Regions from separate parts of the Pan troglodytes genome. Here region 2 is linked to region 1. The links are chromatin contacts, called in public HiChIP or PLAC-seq maps. All regions are on one chromosome and are shown on one strand. The core of a region is the stretch at or near the end of the contact, and the rest is flanking DNA. Distances in the headings are between cores, read along the strand shown. Region 1 holds the start of ZNF496 (zinc finger protein 496). Region 2 holds the start of ZNF669 (zinc finger protein 669).

The links. HiChIP or PLAC-seq counts read pairs in DNA pulled down with a chosen protein or histone mark.
Region 2: a contact with region 1 is called in an H3K4me3 HiChIP or PLAC-seq map of stem cell-derived excitatory neurons, with 4 times the contacts expected there. The contact joins the promoter of ZNF669 here to the promoter of ZNF496 in region 1. A contact is called at or near these places in 1 of 7 Hi-C or Micro-C datasets (stem cell-derived neural progenitor cells) and 1 of 1 datasets of contacts at active chromatin or transcription factors (stem cell-derived excitatory neurons).

Annotation. Positions count from the first base shown.
Region 1 is chr1:1,782,364-1,786,947 of NHGRI_mPanTro3-v2.0_pri, reverse strand. It overlaps ZNF496 (zinc finger protein 496), which reads right to left and starts at 3,273. Exons shown (of 10, transcript XM_016942245.4): 1 at 3,135-3,273; 2 at 1,662-1,777; 3 at 900-1,326; 4 at 394-577. The coding sequence starts at 1,289.
Region 2 is chr1:2,004,046-2,008,268 of NHGRI_mPanTro3-v2.0_pri, reverse strand. ZNF669 (zinc finger protein 669) reads right to left here and starts at 1,503. Exons shown (of 4, transcript XM_514322.9): 1 at 1,047-1,503. The coding sequence starts at 1,307. LOC134809846 (endogenous retrovirus group K member 19 Env polyprotein-like) reads left to right here and starts at 2,650. Exons shown (of 3, transcript XM_063809299.1): 1 at 2,650-2,720; 2 at 3,183-3,261. The coding sequence starts at 3,190.

The DNA.
Region 1 (4,584 bases), core at 2,024-4,523:
AACAGAGGTTCCAAGAGACAAGAAATGGCCATGCTCCAGTCATGCAGCAGGCCCCAGCTGTACACTGGCCGTCCCCAGCTGTCATCAAACTGACAAATCCTGCAGAGATGCACCCTCGAAGAGATGAGAGGGCACCACCTCAGTGACACCCACCTACAGAAGAGTTAGCTCTGAGAGGATCTAGAACCATGAAGAGGACAAACATCCTGATGAGGTTCTCATTTAATTGCTCTAGGAAGGGACTCAGACCCTGACAACAGCTCACAGCTCCTCGGGGACACGAGAACACTGCTGATGTAAAAGCCATCAGCTTAACAAAAACCACACCCAGGGCACAGTATGGGGTGTGCGCTTCCCCAGATCACCCCTGCTACACTCCCCTGGGCTGCATACCTGGGTCCCCGCTGAGCTGGCTTGGTGGTCTGCTTGGGAGCCCTAGGCACTGTGCCAGGGTTATGGGCTGGGCATCCTGGTTCTTTGCAAGGTCGCTGTGGGGCTCTACCGGCAGCTGCTCCTGCTCCTGGTCCAGAGGGCTGTCCCCATCATCAATCACCACAGGGTCTTCACAGTGCTTGAGCTGCAATCCCAGAGACAGCTTTTCAGGGCTAGGGTAAGAGGTCCCATCTCTCCCTGGGCCTGGTGACCATCCACTCCACAGCTGACCAACAAAGGCTCTACTTAGGCCTTGGACTGGGCTGTAAAGGGGCACCACACTATCATGCCCAAATTAGAGCCTTCAGGGAGTAAAACTGGCTTTCTTAGGAAACTCTAGTCTGGGCCTAACCAAAGTACATGGCTCTCGATGGAACTCCTCATTCCCCAGCCAGCACACGCACGGCCCAGCCAAAGTGTCTAAGTACCAGATCTCTACCCGTCCCAGCCCCACCTCTTCTACTCACCCACTGCCAGGGTCTCCCGGGCTCCCGTTCCAGTGCCTCCACCGCGGCCACAGCCTGCTCTCCGCTCTCAGGCTCCTGCGCTCGCACCCAGCTCTGGATCTCCCGGGGCAGGATGGCCAGGAACTGCTCCAGCACCAGCAGCTCCAGAATCTGCTCCTTGGTGTGCCTCTCAGGCCGCAGCCAGCCCCCGCACAGGTCCCAGAGGCGCTGCAGGGCCTCCCGGGGTCCCGCCGCCTCCTGGTAGCGGAAACGGCGGAAGAGGCGCCGAGAGGACTCGGGGCTGGGAAGCTCCCCCTGGGGGCTAGGGTTCTCTCCAGGTGGGCTCCTCATTTTCCTGGGCTCCTCACTTTCCTTCGGAGCCAAGACTCGGGGGCACAGGGCTGTGGGCATGATGGGATTTGATGGGGGTCAGCAGCAGAAGACGACCCTATTTCCAAACAGAAATCACTGGCTTCAGTGTTCTGGTCTCCTGTGGTCATTTCTGGGGGACAGTGACAAGGAAACTGTCAATGCCCTCAGAGACCAGCCCTTTGGAGAAGCCCTGGGAAAGGTAGGGAGTGTTGGTGTGGCTGGTCTTTACACACAGGATGAAACAGACAGAAAGATGCCCTCCCCCCATCAGTACCATTACATGTGGATGACTGGATGAACAAGACAGGAAATCTGGGAGAAAGTGGTGGCATTTCAACGTGACACTGCTGTTTTGAGCATCCCAGGAAACCAACAGCGCCACATGCAGATGTAATCAAGACGCTCTGGTACCTTGAGTGGCTGGGTCCTCCTGGAGAGATCCGAGATGGGCAGGCCAAGCAGGCCACTATCTTGAAGCTCCGGAGCCGAAGTCACTGTTCCTGTTATTAAGACCTTTACAAATGGAGCTGGAATGACAAAGACATGCATCGGATGAGCCTTCAAGCACATCCAGGAATGGAAAATCCACCCTTCTGGTGGCAGAGGGCCGATGGTGCTGCGTGCTGGATGGACAACCCAGCCAGAATCAGCTTTGCCCAGCAGAGTCTGCAATGGGAGGCAAGGGAAAACATCACGTAAGACAGCTACATGCAGTCTCCCAGGGACAAATAACACCGCATCTAGAAGTATCAGTGGTTTCCTATGAGCCTTCTGCCAATTCTGCCCTGACCTTCAACCTCGCCTCCACCCTATTCTCTATCCTTGCCCTCTTCAAACCACATTGAAGGCAACTGCACACCCGCCAAAGCCCTTCCTCGGCCAGGACAGAAAAGTGGGTCCGTCACTGCACAGCTCAGCCCTCAAAGAACCCCTGGACACTGCAGCTGCCACACCCCCAAGGTGGGACTCAGGGGTCCCTACACCTCCCCGCTGGTGTGCAGACAACTAGCCGACACTTTTGCCACAACTAGGGTGGCAAAAGAGACCAGCAACCAGTATACCTGGCTGGTGTTCATGATTCCCACTTTAGAACGCTGGGCCCGTGAAAGGGCACATGGGGACACTCACAGTCCCCTTCTCTGCCATCAGGTCTCTGTGATCCTTAGGACCGGCAGTGCCTGCCACTCCCCCATCTGCACGAGGTTGTCCAGCGTGGCCGCGTCTTAACCTCCAACAGCTCACAAGGTGGGAAGGGGGACTCGGGCCTCACTCCCATTTCACAGAAAGACAAGTGATGCCAGAAAAGCTACGAAACAACTGAGTGGTTCCAGAAACACCCACTGCTCTGAATCTCTTTGCTTTCCAAAGTAACAACATACACAGAAACCCATATGGGGGCCGTGGAGGCGTCGGGCTGGACGCATTACAGCGCTCCCCACCACCGGATCGCTTCCAGGGCGGCTCCGGCATCTGGAGCCCGGGGTGGGCCCCGCCCGCCCTGCTCGGCGGCCCCCTGCGGCGCCCATCACACACCTGCAGCGCCCAGGACTACTCAGGTCCGCCCCCCCGGAGCACCGGCGCCCACCCGGGCTGCCACTCGGATCGTCTCCAACCAGACGGCCGCGTCCGTCTTTGTCACGGCGGCACCTGGCGCGTGGGAGGCTCGGAGGAGATGCCTGATGAATGAACTAACGTGAGTGAGGCGGAGGAGGGCCCCGCAGGGGCGGAGCGAGCTCCCAGCCTTTCGCGGAGGAGGGACCGAGCTGGATCGGCAGAAAGGGAAGGAGAAGGTCGCTGTGGGCCAGGGAAGGGGGAGCCCGCCCTCCGCGCCCTCGGTCTCCCTCACACGCGCGTCTCCCGTCTCGCCGGCTCCGGGCTCCTCACCTCACAGCCTGGAGCTCCCTCCCGGCGTCCGGCCGAAAACCCTCCTGTGGCGGCGGAAGTCCAGGGCAGCCGTCCTCATCCTCCCAGCCCGCCCGGCCGGGCGTACTCGCTGAGGCGGGGTCTCCGCAGGCGCCCGGCTCCTTTCCCGGCCCGTCCAGACCGCGTCTCCCGATCATCCGGAAAGCCACGGCTCGGCTCGGGGGCAAATGGAGGCGCCTGAAAAACAATGGTGTTGCTTTCTCCCCCGCCCGCACCTTCCTGAGCGCTGGGCTCTGGGCCGGGAGGCGGCGCCGCGGAGGCCGGGCGCGGGCCGAGGAGGGCGGGGCGGGGCCGGCCGCGGGAGCCGGGGTGCACTCACCGCCGCGGCGCGTCCCTGTTGGCGGGCGGCGCAGGCCTGGCCGCCGCGGGAGCCCGCCGGACGCCGAGGAAAGGAAAGGCCGGAGCCCTCCGGCTCCCTCCCCTGGGACACTTCCTGCTCCGCTCTAGGACTGGGGAGGTCTCCGCATCTCAGTGGTTCGCTCCCCCGCCCCCCGGCCGAGGTGTGCGCTGGGGGTGACATCCGACACCCCCGGCCCGCCCCGCTCCGCGCGCGCCTGGGCCTGGCCGCCGGGCCGGGGGCTTTGTGGGTCAGCCACGTCGCCGCGCCCGGGCCTCCCCGCGGGCCCGCCGGTCCGGAAGGTGGGCCCGGGGCTCTTTTCTCCGCTGTTCTCCTTCTCTGGCGCCCCCAGGACACGCGGCCAGTGGACGCCCGGAACGGCCGACCGGGAGTCGCGGCTGGGGATGGAGCGGAGAGAGGAGGCCCCGCGCGCCGTCGGCCGCCTCATTTCAGACTCCCCTGCGACCCCCCCCACGCCGCCAGCCGAAGGCCGGGCCGCCCAGCCCCTCCTGCCGCTGCGGGACGCCGAAGGTAGCGCTCACATCCGCGCCTTCCGGGCCTGGCGCCCACGTGCGCAGTCCCCGGGTTAGGAAAGGCCGCGCATCCGGAGGCCACGCAGAGCCTCGGGGCTTGCGCAGAGGGGCTGCGGTGAGTCCTGACCCTGAGTGGGGGTCACGGGGCTCGTTGCTCGCTGAAGTGAACACGGTTGCCGCTGTGCACAGTGGCGGAGGGAGAGGATGAGGGACTCTGACCCAAGGTTATGTGGCAGTGAGGGGCAAGCAGAAATGAGGGCCTCCGGACCCCACCCCGAGACAGGGCTGCTGGCCGCTGCACTATGCTGAATATAGCCCAAATTCTTACATGGGTCGTCCCCGGGGAATGCTCATTTTTCAGGCTCCAGAGCTTGAGAGAAAGTGCGAACCCGGTCCCTGAGCAGGTCTGATTCCCATGGCCCCTTCTCCATCTGCTCTGCACCGAAATTGGATTCTCCTACTTAGAGGAGAAGGTGGAGAAGATTCTCCGTCTTCCGGAGGGTAGCTACTGCCGGTAGCTCCGATTTCCTTCGGATCCCCT
Region 2 (4,223 bases), core at 254-2,753, 220 kb before region 1:
GGCAGAATGGAATAAGAGGAAATATGGCACATGTTTTTTAAAATGACATTAATGTCACCACTTCCAGATGCTATTCCTGTGAAATCACACAAATTCCCAAATCAGGCTTTTTTAGGCAAGAAAAACTACTTTTTCATACCTAGTAAAAATGACAAATGTCTAATGATTTTTAGTCATCTAAAAAAAGAGTTATGTCTTGCCTAACATACTTTTAAGATTTTCAACCAAAAATATTCAGGACAGCACAGTATTAGCAGAGAGATGAGCAAGCAGACCAAGGGCTGAGGACACAACACCCTGTAAAGTTTTCACAGGGGGACATCAACCTAAAGACATTTTGGTAATATGCACACTTAGGAAAGATGAAGAGAGGCACAAAGATTTTTTTACAGTAGAGTGTCAGATGGTTTATTCTCCGCTTTCCTCTCATGTAAAATGTTTGTAAACAGAAAAGCATTTTGGCCGAGCGCAGTGGCTCACGCCTGTAATCTCAGCGCTTTAGGAGGCCGAGACGGGCGGATCACTTAAGGTCAGCAGTTCGAGACCAACCTAGCCAACATGGCGAAACCCTGTCTCTACTAAAAATACAAAAATTAGCTGGGCGTGGTGGCGGGCGCCTGTAATCCCAACTACTCGGGAGGCTGAGGCAGGAGAATCGCTTGAACCCGGGAGTCAGAGGTTGCAACGAGTGAGACTGCATCATTGCACTCCAGCCTAGCGACAGGGCGAGATTCCGTCTCAAAAAAAAAAAAAAAAAAAAAAAAAAAGAATATGGTTTGCTTCCTCATTAACCTTATCAAAGCCTCTCATTTACGCCCCTTCTGTGGACCCCAAACCACAAACCATGACTGCGGTACCTGGTTTATGAATCGCCGTTTGCTCAAACACACCGTTTAACGTTTTAACAAAGCCTCGGGTTAATTTTAGGGGAAGAAAGGTGGGACTGGAAGCCCCACGAACCACAGCTCCTCCCATGCTGGAACCCCGCACACCGAGACACCGAGTCGGGGCTCTCCCGCATCACCCTCCCGTGGTCACCACACTACCTGGGTCGGGGAGGCGCGGGGTTCCCGACAGGGCTCCGGCCGGCGGAAGTGGCGCCCGCAGGTACAGACAGGATGCAGGGGTTCCGCTGCCCGCCCCGCCCGGCCCGGCCCTGAACAGAAGAGGACTGAGCCCCGGCTACGCCGCGGCGACTCGGTCCGCAGGTTCCGGAGCCGATGGCGTGGAGGCCCGAGTCGCGCCACAGCAGGTTTCAACCAGCCCTCTTCTCCACTTCGGGAAGCCAGGCGCAGTCCACTCACCATTCCTCGGCTTCCCGCGTGTCCTGGCGTCAGCTAGGGATGTCCCAATACTCGCAGGTCACAGGGTGGCAGAGGCTGCTGCAGAGCCACCTGGGCCTCCCAGAGCCAAGAACGAGCAGCGGAGACTAACAGGAAGAGCCGTCTCCGGCGAAGGAGAGACAAAGAACCCGCCAGGCAGATCCCGGAAGCCGCCCTCTCCTTTCCGGCGGCGCCCCTGATTGGATGGGGCTTCAGGCCCCGCCCCCTCAGGCCCTGAGTGACAGGAGATTGCGATCTCACGTGAGGCTGGATGAGGTCAGAATGACCGCTTTTGGCCTAGCGGTTTGTAGGCGGTGCGTCCTTCCTGCGCTGGGATCCGACCATGCAAGAAGGACATTCACATTTAACCTGTATACAAGTTATAGCTATTTGTGCCTTTTATATATATATATATAAAATTGGAAGCAATATAATGACAGTTCTGTAACTGCCCAGGGAGTTCACCTTGCCCGCTACCTAGACAGAGCCGATTTCTCAAGACAAGGGAATAGCAATAGAGAAAGAGTAATTCACGCAGTGTCCGCTGTGCGGGAGACCGGAGTTTTTTTATTTTATTTTATTTTTTTGAAACAGAATCTTGCTCTGTCTCCCAGGCTGGAGTGCAGGCTTGGAGTTTTATGATTATTCAAATCAGTCTCCCTGAGCATTTGGGGATAAGAGTATTTAGAAAGTTTATTTTGCCAAGGTTGGGGATGCATGTGCATGACACAGCCTCAGGATGTCCTGATGACATGTGCCCAAGGTGGTCAGAGCACAGCTTGGTTTTGTTGGAGAGAAATGCTCGGTGCCGCAAAGTGAAACCAGCACTCAAGCGAAAGTTTTCTCAGCAACGCAATTTACTTCTGCAGAAGCGTGCTGCTGCTCGCATCAATCACGATCGCAAGAGCACACTGAACAGAGGAAAGCAGGGGTTTTTATTCCTAACGCAGTCCTTACCTCTGGCATGGGCTGGGGTCAGACCGCACGATCTAAACTGACCCGGTTGGCTATTTGTGAATATTTTCCCAAATAAGGAAGGGGGAAGGGGGATGTGAGTTACAATGGTGGGACGTGCGGTTTCCAAGGGAGAAATGGGTGCAGAGCAGGTAACCAAGGGAACAGATGTGAGTTATTGATTAGAACTGACGGGAAGGTTGTTTACAGTAACTAAGGGCAAGGAGGCATGGAGAACAAGAAAGTTGAGTTCGAAAACAAAAAAACAAGAACGTTAACATGCCAAACCTTGGAAGAGAAACTGACTGTATGTGACAGCTTTATACATTTTAGGGAAACAGGAGACATCAATCAACATATGTAAGATGAACACTGGTTTGATCCGGGACAACCTGAAGCAAAAGCGGGTCAACTCGAAGCCAGGAGGGGGCTTCCAGGTCACAGGTAGGTGAGAGACAAACGGTTGCATTCTTTTGAGTTTCTGATTAGCCTTTCCAAAGGAGGCAATAAGATATGCATTCATCTCAGTGAGCAGGGGATGACTCTGAATAGAATGGGAGGCAGGTTTGCCCTAAGCAGTTCCCAGATTGACTTTCCCCTTTAGCTTAGTGATCTGGGGGGCTCAAAACATTTTCCTTTCCAATTTCCCCCTTTTCTTTTAAAAATATTTTGGAGAAAGCATTTTAGAAGAAAATCAGTCTCTGGTCCCAGGTTTTGTCCGATCTCTCATGGAGTAGCTGGGATTACAGGCACTGGACACCACGCCTGCCTAATATATATATATATATATATATATATATATATATATATATATATATATTGGTAGAAATGGGGTCTCCCTCGGTTGCCCAGGCTGGTCTCTGGTGCTCAACGCCGGGCTCCCCGTAATCTCTACAAATAATCCAGTGCAGGAATGCCAGAGAGTGGAAAGTGGAGGATGACCGACAAAGGACGCCCGAGTACGTTTTCACTTCAAGCTCTACAGGTAAGTAGGGCGCTCGGAAAACTCCAGGGTAACCTCCGGAAAATACGGGTCAGGCTGAGAGTAAGTTTGCTAATTACTGAAGCCTTGTCCGGCAGTTACTGCGCCGCGGAGGGGTAATTGTGAGTACCCAAAATCTCCCATCTTTGTTCTATCTGGTAAAAAAGTATTCTCTTTGGTTCCCGGAATATGGAACCATGAATGTAAAAGACTGGGACAAGGTCGGATCAGACTTAAAACGAGCACAACAAGAGGGCCACGATATTCCCTTCTTGCTTGGTCTGCGTGGTCTGCAATTAAAACAGCACTGGAGCCCTTCCACACTGAGGAGGAGGAGGAGGAGTTTCAGGATGACATAGAAAACTTTAATAATCAGGAGTCTAATTATCAGCAAAGTCAACCATCACAGTCTAGTTTTAAAAAGGGCGAGAAACGGGAAGGTATATATGCTAATCTCCAAAAACTTATAAAAGAAACAGTGCCACCTACTTCGCCTTTAGGGGAAGGTCTGGAATGGCCACCCCCGGCTCAGCCCTACGAATTTTTGGAACTGGAGCCTGAGACGCGGCTTGCCGCTCCCATTGTTGCAGGCCCCGCCAATAACTATGGCGAAGGGAAGCTTCAGGCTCGCCTAACAGCCAATTACGATCAGGGAATGATCCTCTACCACCTGTTAATTGTGGTAGAGGAATGCTGCGAGCCGGTCCAAATACAAATTATGGCACGGGGACAATCCCGTCATCCATTCACCAGGCATGAGAAATGGGGGATTTGGATGCTTTGCAGTTTCTGGTAATTAATTCACCAGTTGAGGAGCCCAGAGAACATGCTCAAGCATGCTGGCAGCCACTTCCTTTTAAAATATTAAAATACTTAAAGCAAGCAATTGGACAATATGGGCCAAATTCTCCTTATGTTCATTCCTTATTACAATCTGTGGCTTATAACAGGCGTTTAATACCTAT